3 separate regions of the Mus musculus genome follow, and regions 2 and 3 are each linked to region 1. The links are chromatin contacts, called in public Micro-C and promoter capture Hi-C maps. All regions are on one chromosome and are shown on one strand. The core of a region is the stretch at or near the end of the contact, and the rest is flanking DNA. Distances in the headings are between cores, read along the strand shown.

Region 1 (4,613 bases), core at 1,010-3,509:
GTATCTCCTCTTGCCTGAACCTTTCACACACTAAATGCCTCCCTGGCTCATTTGGCAGGGGTCCAAGAGCAGCTTACACTTCTGCACTCTGAGGAGGGTGGCCACTGCTGTAATACAATGGGCGGAGACAGCTTGACAATAGTGCCAATTGAGTACATCTTGATCTACAGAGCGCACAGTAGCAGTTAGCCTTTAAAGCAACAACGCTCCCATCACCCCCGCCCCCACCAGCCAACTGCTGTACCAGAGTCTTGAGGACCAGAAAATAATTTTAGCCTTAGGAGGTCAGATGTAGTCACCAGTTTAACAAACCTGCCCACCAGCCCCAGGAGGAACAGATAAGGAACATGATCTCGGTCTCTATATTAAGAGCTCTGTGGACTGTGGGTACTTTACAGAGTTGGGTGGAAGGGAGAACTAAACTCTCCTGCCTGCAGAGCTCCTCACAGGACAGCTATCCTCCTACCTTGTAAAACCTCCAATATTGCAATGCAAGGATGGAAAGGGCATCCAGCTCCCAAGGCTGCACTCAAGCAGATCCACCAACATGGGGCTCGCTCCACCCCAGAGAAAAACTCTCCACAGCGAGCAGGACAGACTTTTCTTTGGCCCTTCCTCTGGAGGCACCTAAGTGGCTACCCTAGACCCAGTGTCCTTTATCCTCTTGAGTTAGGAACCTGAGGGCCCCGCAGAGGTGGCTATATCCTTCTCCATGAACAGAGAGGGGTGAGATTACAACACAAAGTTCAGACAAGCATCACCTGGGCAGAAATCAGTGGGAAAGTTTGAGATCAACACCAACCCAATTCTGAGACCTCTGTCCTCAAGCAAGAATCCTGCTCTTTGCCTGTGTTCTTGACCCTCAAATTGTTCAAATGATTCTTCCTTGTCCCCACATGCTTCCTGCTGTCATCCCACACATAATTACATAAAGACATTATAAACAACAAAAGCACCCAACTTGAGTGCAGAGGGCTGATGCTAGTATTTGGGCACTGGGTCTGATCATTAGTTGGGATTACATAATTACATAAACATGGGTTGGAGAACACTTCTGTAGAGGTTAGTTCAACAAATGCCTTGTTCTCATTCTCCCATCCCTCCACTCCCCACCCCCACCCCAACAACAGAAGGCAAGCCTGGGTTAAAAAAAAAAAAATCAAAACATGCCTGATATCTCCGGGGCACCTGGCTACCGCCTTGCAAAACCAAAGGCTGCCAGAACTTTTGAGATGCAAAGCACAAAGAGGACCACAGTACCACTCCTCTAAGCCAGCAGGCTCTTGTGCAAACATTGTCCCCAAAGTTCAAGGGCAGGTCAAGCCACAGAAAGGGTCCTGACCCTGACAAGCAGTATAAACCAAACCAGCCAGCTTCAAGGAAGTCCATACAGATCTCTGAGTTCCTCTACTCCACTACTTCTGTCCCAGCCACCAGTCTGGTTGCCCATCACCTCCCCAGGGGCCGTTTGTCACCAGCAGTGTTCCCATTTTAAAATATGGTGAAATGTGGGACATCTAGGAAGGGGCACCTGCTTTATTAGTGACAGGGCAAGACATTCCCCCAACCCCCACTCCCACTTCAGTTTGGTGTGGTGTAGTGTGCTTTGGGGAGAGGACTGACAAGGTGTGATTCTCCCCTCACCCCCCACCCACCCCCGTGGAATCGTTTTCAGGGGGTGGCAGGATTGCGAGCAGGGAGAAAAATCTCTCCCTTCGGTCCTGGCACCCAGCATCAGACCAAAATGATCCTTCTACCAAGCACTTAATAGACATCTCTGGGGCCTGACCCTTCCTAGAGCAGCAGCCTGGCCCAGGAGCCAGGTCTGCAGCGCAACGCAGCCGAGCTATCGCGGGGGGCGCGCGGCGCGCACAGGGTTACAGCCCAGCCACGGCTGCGAGTGATTGACGCGCGGGGGTCACTTGAGGTTCGCGCTCCCCCAGCCAGGCCGAGCGCGCAGACCACCGCGCACACTGTGGCCACCCTGCCAGCCCCGCCACCCAGACACCTGGCGTGAGAAAGGCAGCGACAAAATGGAATCCCAGCACTGTGGCACTTCCCGGTGGCGGCCGCGGGAGAAAACACAATCAGGGAAAAATAAAGCGCAAGGAATCCATCCGCGGAATAAAAACCCAGAGTCCCCTACCTTCAGCCTTGGGGTAGCAAGCTGGTCCTGTGTGTTCTCTGACCCACGGATCCAGCACCCTTCTTCAATTATTCCGGTCAGTCGGGATATTGTGCATTTTTTTTCATAAACACCTGTTTCAAGTAAGGGGTAAAGACCTTATTGAAGGAATTGCTCTTAAGAAATAACCTGTGCGTATGTCTGTCCATCCAGGCGTGCATGCGTGTTTGTATACACACATATGCACACGGAATACTCATGTACACTGGAGCACCAAACTAGGCAGGGGGATAATGGGAGAGTCGGCTGGTGGTGAGCATGCTCGCGCCGGGAACAGATCCACCCTCTGTTATTCCTCTGAATAAATATAAATCACGATCAGAAACCCAAACAGAAGCATCCCTCTTGAATTCCTGCTGGAAACACGGAATAAATTCAGCCCGCAGACACAGAATCTAATCAGCAGCTGCTTTCTGAATCCAGAGCCAACCCATGCCCCGCTTGTCTTTTCCACTAGGAGTCCAGACCTTTTTTTTTTTTTTTTTTAAGGGGTTTTAACCTTTTAAAGATACAGTACACCAATTATCACTTGAATAGCATGGCTGGGAATACTGAAAGAAGGCAGGCAGCACCAGGCCTATTGCCACACAGGGCAAATAGCAGGCAGTAACAATGTTCATTGACATCCATATATCTGCACACATGGATAATACATTACATGGTGGGAGAAACATATGCAAATACAGGATATATGCGAAGCACATGTTTGTTGCATGATGGGCTTCCCAATGATGAATAGCACTGCACATGAACACTTCTAAACATTCATGTTTAATAGGTCAGACTCTCGGCAGACTTTTCAAAACAGGGGTCACCCCTCTGGGGTCCCTTATTGCTCCTGAAGGGCCAGAGTGTCACTGCTGAAGGCAGTGAAGTGTCTACTGAAGCTCACCCTCCACCTCCAGCTTAATCCCAGAGCATGCCTCCCTGCCCTGCCCTGCCCCGCCCCGCCCCGCCCCGCCCCGCCCCGCCCCGCCCTGCCCTGCCCCGCCCTGCCCTGCCCTGCCCTGCCCTGCCCTGCCCTGCCCTGCCCAAGTCTCAGGGAACTGAAAGGTGTTCCCAGCCCACAGGATGGTTCTGGCACCATTTCTGATCCACCTTGAGATTCAGCCCCAGTTCCCGTTCTAGGACAGGTTTTCTTCTACTTACATCGGAAATTGAAACTGCCACCTGGGCTTTGGTATTTGACTATTCTGATCTGGCTCCTCTTTACATTTTTGTTAGCAAGGTTTCATTGCTGTCATTGTTCTGTTTTTAACTTTTTTGGGGGGGGCGGGGTCTGGGGGGGGGAGGTTGGAACAAAGTTGAGCATGAAGGTTGAACAACAGTGCAGGGAGATAAACCACCCCCAGCCTAAACTGTGCATGCCAACTACTTCAGCCACCCAGATGGCATCTAATCCAGTTTTGTTTTAGCTTTTAAAGAGGTACCACTGAGAAAAAACAAAAAGTAACTTTACTCTTACTTGAAAGGAAGAGCCTTATTTCAAGCCAAGAGCCCCAGAGGATCATCCCGGGCATGCTACCTGCCTCCTGCTCCTGACCATCAGCAGGCTCCTCCATCACTCTGTGCCTAGGGCCACTCTAGGACAGGTCCCTCCAGCTCTAGCCCCAGCTCTCATTTCCTCTTCTGGTCCTGCCAGGCAGACCACTGAAACCCATGCCTGGCTCTCTCTTACCTAGCCCTGTTTGCCTCACCCTCCCAGCCAAAACCAGCCCCCTCCCCTCCCAGACTCTTTAGAGAAAATTATCATATTTCATGTGTCATCGTCCTGGCTAGCTGAGTCTGTCACTGATTGGTTGGGCACTGGCAGCCGGAAATGTCACCAGCCACACAGCATGGAGCTAGCTCTCCTGTGGCTACCACAGACCTGAGCTTAGGAGGCTTGGTGACAAGGCACAGACCTACCACAGGGAGCCTGTCACTCTTCTCAAAGCCTCTCTTCTACCCAGACCTGGGGAGGGGGGGGGTGCAAAGGAGGCAGGAGTGTCTGCCACTGTGGTGTTAAAGGAAGAGGAGCCGCATGTTGTGAAAAAATGAAAGATGTCTCTATCCCTGGTGAAAGATCCAGGAAGAGTTCCTGACGAAAGCATTCTTTCTTCACATTAAAAAATCAGGAAGACTCGAGAAAACAATTTTTATTTTCTGCTGCTCCTCTCCCTCTAACACTACAGCATCAAGCAAGAATCATAATATGGTCAAGCTGTCAGGAATTCAGAAGGAGATTTGGGCCCTCTCCAAATCTCTTTTAAGGGCCCAGCTCTCAATTGCCCCTGCTTGGCCTTCATGCACTCTGAAGCCCACAGCTTTTTAAGACTCAGTTGTCTTTGTAGAGACCCACAGGAGCCTTGTCTTCTGCAGATTTAAAGCAACTCAGCTCCACACTTCAGTCATACCTCATCCTGTTCTCTGCCAATGCTAAGCCCCA
Region 2 (4,802 bases), core at 1,835-4,334, 560 kb before region 1:
GGGGGAGGTGGAGGGAGACCTGGTCCCAGGTGTGCGAGAGATCCAGAGCTGCTGGGCAGGCACATGGGAAAGAGCAGAAAGTAGGTCAGTCACACAGGAGACAGAGCATGAAATTAATGAGCTCATGGGAGTTGGAGTAGTCACCTTCCAGGAGGGCAGTGAAGGAGGCGGAGAGTCCCTCTGGGAGAGATCTTGAGGCCTGAGGGGCTGGAGCAGGTGGGAAGTGGTTGGACCATAGAGTTTCCTTTCTAGTGCTGAGCATTGCGGGAAGGGGGGCAGTTATATCAGCTGGGCAGCAGAAGGGAATGATAGTGTCCTCAGGGGCCCAGACTGAGGTGTCAGACATGAGCTCTGTGGGGGCAGAGGGCATGTTTGCTCTTCAGATGCTGACATTCCTGCTGCCCAGGACAGTGCCTGGCACAGGATTGGCATGCTGAGGGGATACATGAGGAGAAGCCGCCCTGCCTTGTGCATTGCTGTGTAGCTCAGGGTGGAGGCGGAGGAGAGGGTTCAGAGGCATCAGCCGAGTTCAGCATCACCTGCTGAGTGGCTGCCAGGTGCCATCTCTGCCCTGGTGTTGAGCACACCATGTGTAAGAGAGGGGCTTTCCTGTGAAACTCACCATCTAATAGAAAAGCTGGCTATGAGTGACTTTAACAACATGTGCTAAGCACAGAAGTGGATGGCTGATGGGGACCAAGAGAAGGGGAGTTCTGTAACATTTCTCTGAGTAAGGAATTGCTGGGGATGTGGAGGCTGTCAAAGCTTAAGTGCATATACCAACATGTGTGTGCATACACACACACACACACACACACACACACACACTTAAAAATATATGTCCAGGCATAGAGGTGCATCCCTGTAGCTTCTGGTCTTGCGTAGTAGGAAATGAACAATTTCAAGTTCAGCCTTCGCTACATAGAGTTCAAGGCCAGCTTAGGCTAAATACTGTGTTTATTGACTCTGCTATGTCTTGCATATTGAATGTCTCCCAAAAGCCCATGTATCAAAGCCTCGGTCTCTTACACGGTGGTATTAGGAGGGAGGTGCTGTGGAGGGGAAGCCTAATGGGTGTTTCTTAGAGCATGGAAAGACTGACGCCAAAGGGAATTGTAGAGCGCTGGCCCTTTCTCTCCTCTGCTTTGGCTGCCTGGGTAGTGAGGCGACTGATTTTGCCCGGGCACACACACTCTTGCCCCAGGCCTAAAGCAGTGGAACTGATGGATCATGGGTCAGAACTTGCAGAACATTTTTCTGAAATAAATGTTTTCTCTTCATGAGTTGAGTACCTCAGGTTGTTTGTTATAGCCTCAGCAAGCTGTCTACTTGGCTCCCTTCTTCCCTCCTACAGGGTGACATGAAATTCATTTGGGTGTCAGGGCCCTCGCCTAGAACTCTTGAAGGAGGGGGAGGGTTGCTAAGTAGGAAGGCTTCAATCTCGTGATGCCTTACCTCCATGTTCCTCAGTTCCTTTAGAAATGTATCTCCTCCAAGAGGGGCTGGCCCAAGTGTCAAGTAAGACTGTGAGGACATTAGGACAGGATGCAGATCTGGTCGGGCTCTGCTGGGGACAACAGTGAATATGACATGTGCCACAAGTGTTCACAACAGGAAGAAGAGTGAGTGAATATGCCAAGTGCTGCCCCACTCAGAGACCTTGAGCATCTGCCTGGGTCTTAGATCAGGGTTACCTGCTGCTGACTTGGTTGGGCCCTGTGTCTGGGGTATCTTTAGTGGTTCTGGCCTGACCAGGTCGTGGTAATCAGAGTTGCCCCATAAGCTGCTCCGTCTAGCCAGGCCCTTGCAATCAGAACTCTCCAACCTGAAGTACCCAACTTGTCCTGCTTAGGATAGAGTCTTGTCCATGCCAGTCCAGCCCTCAGTGTGGGCTCACAAGCTTTTGGGGCAGGTCAGGTATCATGGCGCCAGTTTACAGATGAGAAGGGAGAATAAAGTGACTCACTAAGGCTCTTCAAAGAGGGTGTGTGTGGAGAACTAAGCTCACAGTTATGTCAGGCCAATTCCAAGACATCTGAGAGGGGGTGTATAAAGGCATAGCAGGGGCTGGAAACTTCAGGGAGAAATGGAAACACATACAAGCAGGACCTGAGTCCTCCTTTCCTGAGGACACTTCTGACCTCCAACCCCAGATCTGTCAGCCTGTCAATGAGAAGGTTCTGTGCGCTCTGATGGATAAAACCAGAGGGTTTTAAATCACAGGCCCAGAGCAAGGTGGACCCTGAGGCTTTCTGCTTTGGTCCACATCCATCAGTAAGCACTCAAGGATATAATTCCAGGCAACACCCTGGGCGCTGTGTGTGTGTAAAGGAGACTCCAGCATGTGCACATATCCTGCTTCTCTAGGACTTGGTCTGGTGGGCTTTTCTACTTTGTCACAACTGACATTTCAGGCGAGGTAATCCTTGAGGGATGCTGTGCAGCATAAGAGATGTTTAGCATCTCTGGCATTTGCTATCTCTGGATAGTCACATCCTCCAGAGGTGGCAACCAAAGCTGTCTCCAGACATTGCCAAATGTCCCCTGGAAGCAAAACTCCCCTGGGGCACACATGCTAACATAGTTTGCTGGGAGCTGCATCAGAGACTAGTCCATAGAGGACAGTGCGTGAGAAGGGTAAAATTAGCCCCTCAAAATTGGCCAGTGGAGATAGAGTTCACTTGCCTGAGAAGCTGGGATTCAGTCCTAGACTCTCTATACCTGGCCCAAGTGCTGCCCTGCCCACACCTCCCCACTTCTCTCCAAGTCCACCCACTGCCCTCAGCTCCCCCAGGAGGACAGATTCTGCTCTGGGAAGCCAGCCCTGGTGCTTTGAGCAGCTGGTCTCCTCAGCCCCGGACTGGTCTCTTAGCCTGCCATAGAGTTGGTGCCTAATAAGCTTTCACGCATGTTAGGAAAGGCTCTGTCTGTCCCCTGAGATGGCCCTCTGAAAGCCGACTGGGTGGCCACTTAAGTGCTGTGCTTATGCGAAGAACAATACTTCAGCAGAGTGCTTTGGCGTAAGTGCTTCCAGGTCCCCCACTCCACAGAAGCTGCAGCGTGGGAAGGAGATGGCTCTGCAGCGGCTGAGCCTACAGACTGGGCTCTTAGCAATACCCGGACCAGCTGTGGGCCCCCCTCCAGCCCTTGAGCCTGCGGGCGATGCTTCCACTTCATTATCTACAGGGGTGAGGGGCACTGCCATGCCTTCCCTTGTCTCCTAGTGCCCAAGGGACCAGTGAATGCTCAAAGGCAGGGGTTTCTCAAATGAAGCATTTGCATGTTAACTGTTTTCTGAGTTTCCAAGGGCAGTCTGTGGGGTAGGTCAGCGTTCTGTTTTTACTTTCTTTTTAGAATGACTACTTGAATAGTCATCCACACACTTAATGAGAGTTACTCTGTGCTCAGAACTCAGCAACGGGCAGACTGAATGCAGGCAGGACGGAGACAAAAGTACATTCAGAACAATGCTAAGGCTGAGAAAGCCGGGCAGGTGCTGAGCTTCAGGTAGGGAAGACCTCTCTCCAGAAGGTGACATTTAATTAAAACCCTGAAGGCAATCGGAGGGAGGGTTGCACAGAAGGTACTGCAGGCAGAGGCCAAAGCAAAAACTACCCCTAGGGTCCAGAAGAGTGGTGAGGTGGCCGGTAGCAGTTGGGGGTATAGATGAGGGACAGTGGGTGGGAAGGGAGGATGGGGGTGGGAAAGATAAAGGTCAGGGAGGGGAGAGGAGGGAAGGGGAGGGAGGGAGGCAAGAACTTTGGCTCTTGTCCTAGACTGGTGGGGGAGGGGCAGATGGCCCCAGTGGTTGCTTGAAAGTGAGTCACATGCTTGCTTTCAAATTTTATTCAGAACACAGAAGGAAGTTGATCCCACTTTGCTACTTTTCTGGAACTTTCTCCTGGTCAGCAACTGGAGTCACACAGCCAAGTCCTTGATGAAGCCAGGCCCTGGTTTGTCCCCTGCGGTTTCCATCAGGCCTTTCCCACCCACAGCTTACTCCAGTCCACTCCAAATCTTCATGGAAACAAGCAGAGAACATTTCCCAGTGATTTAAAAGGACTTCTGTGCCACCAAAGAGTATCGTTTACTCTTACTTTAATGGGTGAATGTCCCTCTACCCAGATGTCCTTGGAACACGGAGACAAAAAGAAGAGCTTGCTAGATCAGAAGGCCTGAGATCTGGTCTGGATTATGTCGTGTTGTTGCTGTCTGATTTTCCACTTTCCCCGTTTTGAATTTTCTTAACTGCCCAGAAGTCAGATGGAGCCAACCCTGCCTGCTACTTCCTTCCTTGTACCTTCATGCTACAGTGGAAGCCAAGGGCCCCTAGGTGGCGCACCTTCCTAGGCTCAGTCTCCCATGAGCAACTGCTAAAGGAGGCTAGAAGATTTGGGGGAAATGGAGGGGCAAAGATGATCCAGAGAGTGGATCTAATGGGAGACTGAGGCAAAAACCCTAAGCTAGAGACCCTTTCTGCACCTGCCCTGGGCCCTGAGGGAGTTGGTGGCACAGAGCACCTCTGTCACTATGGCTATCAGGTTCTGCTGTGGGCTATAGCCCTTACAGGCAAGGTGAATGTCTTGGGATAGATATGAGACAGTACTTATTCTCGCTCATAGATGAAGATGCTGAAGACAGATGTGCTTGCCTGGTCACCTGGGGAGCCAAAGACACAGTGGCTGTCTAGCTGGCCTCTGCTGAGGAAGGGCTCCATAGCAGGGAGGGCCTTGAGCTCAAAGTGTGGGGTAGCATCCCTTGATTTGTCCATTTCTCTTAGCTGGCAGCCTTCCCTCCACCCT
Region 3 (4,296 bases), core at 1,722-4,221, 590 kb before region 1:
AAAAATTGCTAAATCTAAAAATAAGAATAAAATAAACCCATCTCCAAGTGTTTCCTGTTTCAATTAATGACACCCTCCTCCTATGGTTATCCAAGCCTAAGACCTGAATACAACATGAATTATTCCCTCATACACATAAGACCTCATAAGCTTTCTCAAACTCATTTCTTACTTTTTCATCTCTGTAACCATTTTTAATGTTACTTCAACCATGTCTACTTTTTTTTAAAGTAAGCCTTCAGTGATTAAAGAACATCCCCCACTGAATTAATTTCACAATATTTATATATACAAGGTCCACCATGACACAGTCTTTGCCTGGCTGGACCTTCATAATTTACTATATTTTATCTCTACCGTTACATTATTGGCAGTCACAAAGTGTTGTGGGTTTTGTGGGGGTCAATCCTTTTCTCTTACTTTTCCTTTATTTGTTCTATTTTCTCTAAGGCATATTCTACTCCTCTTGGCCCCCTCATCACCAGAGCCTAGGCTCATCCCTCCCCATAGCCTTCCCTCAAAGCCTGGCTAGTTCAAAAGCCCTCACTCTCCATGCAGTGCTTAACTTTTATTGAGCTAGCCTGTGTAAGCACCACATTGGTCCAGCTCCACAATGTTACAAATGTCCCACTTATCTGTGTGTCCAGTCTACACCATACATAACTCAATGCCTGACACATGGTAGTATATAAGTATAAAGGTTACAATACAGCAAGTTTAAATTTCATTGTAATGTTCATATCAGAGTTTTCCCAGTTTTGAATCCTTACCCTGGAGGGTGCAGTTCTGTACAGAATGGCACCATATAATTCTTTAACAAGTTACACAAAAGTGAAACAGTATTTGCACAAACTAACATTCCAGAAATTAAAATCTGACATGTGTGGAGCTGGTGAGATAGCTCAATGTTTAAGATCATGTATCTCTCTTCCAGAGGAACCAAGCCTAGCTCTTAGCACCCAACTGTTATCTTACAACTCTCTATAACTCCAGTTGTAGAGAAATCTTATTCCTCTAGCCTCCATGGGCGCGCGCGCACACACACACACACACAATTAAAAAGCAACACCTTTAAAATTTTGACTTATGTGCTACAAACTTAAAAACCACTAACCAATTCAAAAAACAAAGACATAAGTACAAAGATAAACACAGTTCTGACTGCTGGTATGCGCTTGCCTTAGTTACAAAAACAGTGAAACTTTGCTCAGATCTTGAATGAGGTCCCAGCCACAGATCTTAGCATTTTATCTACAAAGCCATCACTTCCCTAATGGGCTTAAGAAATTACTTGTTTGCAGGGATGCTTAGGCAAAGGTCTAAAAAACTAATAAAAGATCCGTTTTAAGTACTTTAACCCTACGTACCACCAAGGCTAAGAATTAAACTTTAAAAAAAAAAAAAGGAAAAAAAAGGAATGCTTTTTTAATGAGCAACAGAAAGTGTTTTTTTCACAGCAAGTTGAGGCCTTCTGCTGGCAGGGAAAAAAAGCAGAGTTCATTGTCATAAGGCAGTTCTCTCTCCAAGCAAATATTAAATTGCAGTTTGGCACCAATCTAGGTCTCAGTCCTTTTTAGAGCAAAAATAATAAGCTCTTTTATCTGCATGATATATTACACTGTACAATCTTTTGATATACATTAGCTCACTTGATGAAGTGTTCAATTTTTCAAAGGAAGAGAAACCACAAAACAGGATGATCTCTTTTAGCTTGGGGGAACACATGCTACTACTATACAGCTTTTCCCTCTCCCCTCCCTACCCCCACCCGCTAAGTTCAACGCAGTACGAAAATGAGGAAGGGAGAGTACTTTTTATTTAAGGTCAGTCCTTTAGGGTCAAAGCTCTTCCCTTAGAAATGATTGAGCTTGGTCTCTCTGCTCACAAGAAGCTCTTCTGTGGGGGCAATATGGGCAAACCAGTGCTCATCAAAGGAGCGGATCAAAGACCAGAGTAAAGAAAAAGACTAAAGGAATTGGGAGTTAGCCAAAATAAGACTCAGGGGACACGATTACTATCTTCACTCTTAACAGCTGCCCAAGAGGAAACGAAGCAGAAAGACGAGAGACAGCCGTTCCTTTCTACCTATAACCAAATCCATCCAGGACCAGACTGGACGGCCTTACTTTAGAAAGGTTATTAGGACTAGGACGGAGAGCCGTCCTAAAAGGTTCGCCAAATTATTAGGGTATTATTTGGAATTTTTAAAGATAACTTCCTTCCCGAATAGGATAAGAGTAGGGGGAGCCTGGATGACTCTCAGATCTCTTCGCTTTGGGGTATGTTTTGGGGTTCACCTATCTACTAGGGAACTCCTTCCCCTGCTGTGCTCTAAGGTTGTCCGCCGTTCCCTGTCTCAGGTTCGAAACCTTCTGTAGCCGCCGGGTGTTTGCCCGGCTCCAGGCAGGTGACACAAGTGAGTCTCCCCCACCCCGCCCCCAGCCCCGGGACCCCTGAAGAAAGCTCCAAGCCCACTGTGTTCACGACCCCCGGTGCTCCGCTGCTGGGACCCAGGCGAATCTCTCTGGCGACGCGTCCCAGCAGCCCGAAAGAGCCCCCGCACTGGGCCCGAGCCAGGCTTCCCGGTTCCGCCCCAAGCCCTGCTCCCCGCTCGGAAGGGGCCCTGTGCGGGGACTCGCGCGCCGCGCCCCCGACCGACCCCGACGCGTCAGGCCGCCGCCGGACACTGGGCCCGAGCAGATGCGGCGCAGGCCGCCGGGGTTCTGGCCGGGTTGACACGGCCGCCGGAGGGCCGCGGACACAGACACCAGGGTCACCGGGCGGGGACTCGCTCCAGCCCGTGGCCGTAAGGCGGGCCTTGAGGGGCCCGGACCGGGCCGGGGGTGGCAGTGAGGCGCTTACCTGAGGGCGACAGCGGCGCGGGGCGCGGGCGGCTCACTCCCATCCAGCCGCCATGTTTCCGCTGCGCAGGGAGCGAGCGAGGACGCCGGCAGGGGCGGGCGACGGCTCTGGAGAGCGGCTCGGCTGAGGCGGCGGCGGGAGGCGGGGGGCTCCACCGAGGCGGCGGCGGCGGCGGCGGCGGCGGCCGAGGGGCGGGGGGCGGGGGCGAGAGCTGCCCAGCCCCGCCCGCCAGAGACTCCTGCCGCGAGGTGGCGCGCGCCGCGGCCGTTGGGTTCTCTCGCGCGCGCGCGCGGGGCGGCGGGAAGGGGCGACCCCTCGCGCCTTCCCCCCGCCTCGCGACCGCCAGCCCTAAAAAAAAAAAAAAAAAAAAAAAAAAAAAAAAAAAAGCCGCGACCCACTGGATTGCTCGCGTCTCCCAGACAAGTGAATGACGTCCTCTGAGGTCCCAGGTTCGAATCCCGTCGGCCCTCAGCCCCCACCCAGCTGGTGGCCGGCTGTGGAGTAATCTTAAAAGAGTTCCTTCGCACCTTTAGTCTTTCCAATGCGCAGGCGGGAGGAAAACTACTATGAGGAGAAAACCAGTGCGCCCCAAAAGGTGCAACAAGACTAACAAAAGCAGGCCTTCACTTTTGCCCCGTAGTAGGCTTTGAATGTTAGCGTGCTAGGTACTACAGTGGCTAGGGTCCTTCCAATGATGCTACCCCACCCCACACACAATTGTGTCTCAAGAACGTTATGTTTTAGCCCGCGGAAACTGAAGTTCATGGGGGTGGGGGGGAGAGCTACGTCTCCAAGATCACACAATTTTACTGGCTGTGCTCTTGCCTGGAGGTCAGGTGTTAAGGGAAATGCTGGTTGATTTTTATCAGCCTGAAACAAATCTACTCTTATCTCAGAAGGTGGAATCTCAGTTGCATAACAGTCTCCATCAGAATGGCCTATAGGCAAAGTCTGGGTGGGCATTTTCTTGTCTAATGATTGATGTGGGAGGTGCTACCCCTGGGCAGAGGTGGTCCTAGGTGGTATAAAGAGAGGCCAATAAAGGATGTTGCTCCATAGCCTAGCTTCATTTCCTGTCTCCCTGTTGCTGTTCTCACCTCCCTCAGAGATGAACAATGTTGTGGAAGTGTAAGCCAAATAAACCATTTCCTCTCCCAGGTTGCTTTTGGTAGGGGTCTTTATCACAGCTATGGAACTCACACCAGAACCAGAGAGTTCCGGGAAAGCAGCCCTTACTTAGCCCGAAGCTCATTCAATCTGGTTCCTAGAGGAAGCTGCAAAGAAAGGCTTCTCAGGATGAGGAGAGACTGAGAGCAAAGGTGTGGCAGGGATGGCTATCAAGAGTCTGAGAGGCTCTGGGAATCTGGTGGTGATGCTGTTAATGTTAGAGAATGAAGGGAAGCCAAAGCACGGCAGATCCTTGCACATCTACAC

Evidence for each region. Promoter capture Hi-C pulls out the DNA fragments that hold promoters and counts their contacts. Hi-C and Micro-C count contacts between places; a contact is called where the count stands out from the background.
Region 2: a contact with region 1 is called in a promoter capture Hi-C map of hippocampal neurons, with 4 times the contacts expected there. The contact joins the enhancer-like site here to the promoter of Hivep3 in region 1. A contact is called at or near these places in 3 of 39 promoter capture datasets (hippocampal neurons, liver and stem cell-derived epiblast-like cells), 1 of 15 datasets of contacts at CTCF or cohesin (the NIH/3T3 cell line), 1 of 484 Hi-C or Micro-C datasets (cortical neurons), 2 of 115 datasets of contacts at active chromatin or transcription factors (astrocytes and stem cell-derived neural progenitor cells) and 1 of 9 other capture datasets (adipose tissue).
Region 3: a contact with region 1 is called in a Micro-C map of embryonic stem cells, with 5 times the contacts expected there. The contact joins the promoter of Scmh1 here to the promoter of Hivep3 in region 1.

What each region holds. Positions count from the first base shown.
Region 1 is chr4:119,812,324-119,816,936 of GRCm38.p6, reverse strand. It overlaps Hivep3 (human immunodeficiency virus type I enhancer binding protein 3), which reads right to left and starts at 2,259. Exons shown (of 9, transcript NM_010657.3): 1 at 2,147-2,259.
Region 2 is chr4:120,368,388-120,373,189 of GRCm38.p6, reverse strand. The region is part of intron 3 of Gm36574 (a long non-coding RNA gene); the gene reads left to right. Among named protein-coding and RNA genes, the nearest start is that of Gm36574, 26 kb to the left of the region's middle. Within about 2 kb of position 3,084, at least 73 of the 459 cell types and tissues checked have an H3K27ac peak or open chromatin away from gene starts, as enhancers often do. A contact at or near this core is called in the NIH/3T3 cell line, astrocytes, hippocampal neurons and 1 more, where this site is marked.
Region 3 is chr4:120,404,023-120,408,318 of GRCm38.p6, reverse strand. It overlaps Scmh1 (sex comb on midleg homolog 1), which reads right to left and starts at 2,971. Exons shown (of 18, transcript NM_001379185.1): 1 at 2,863-2,971.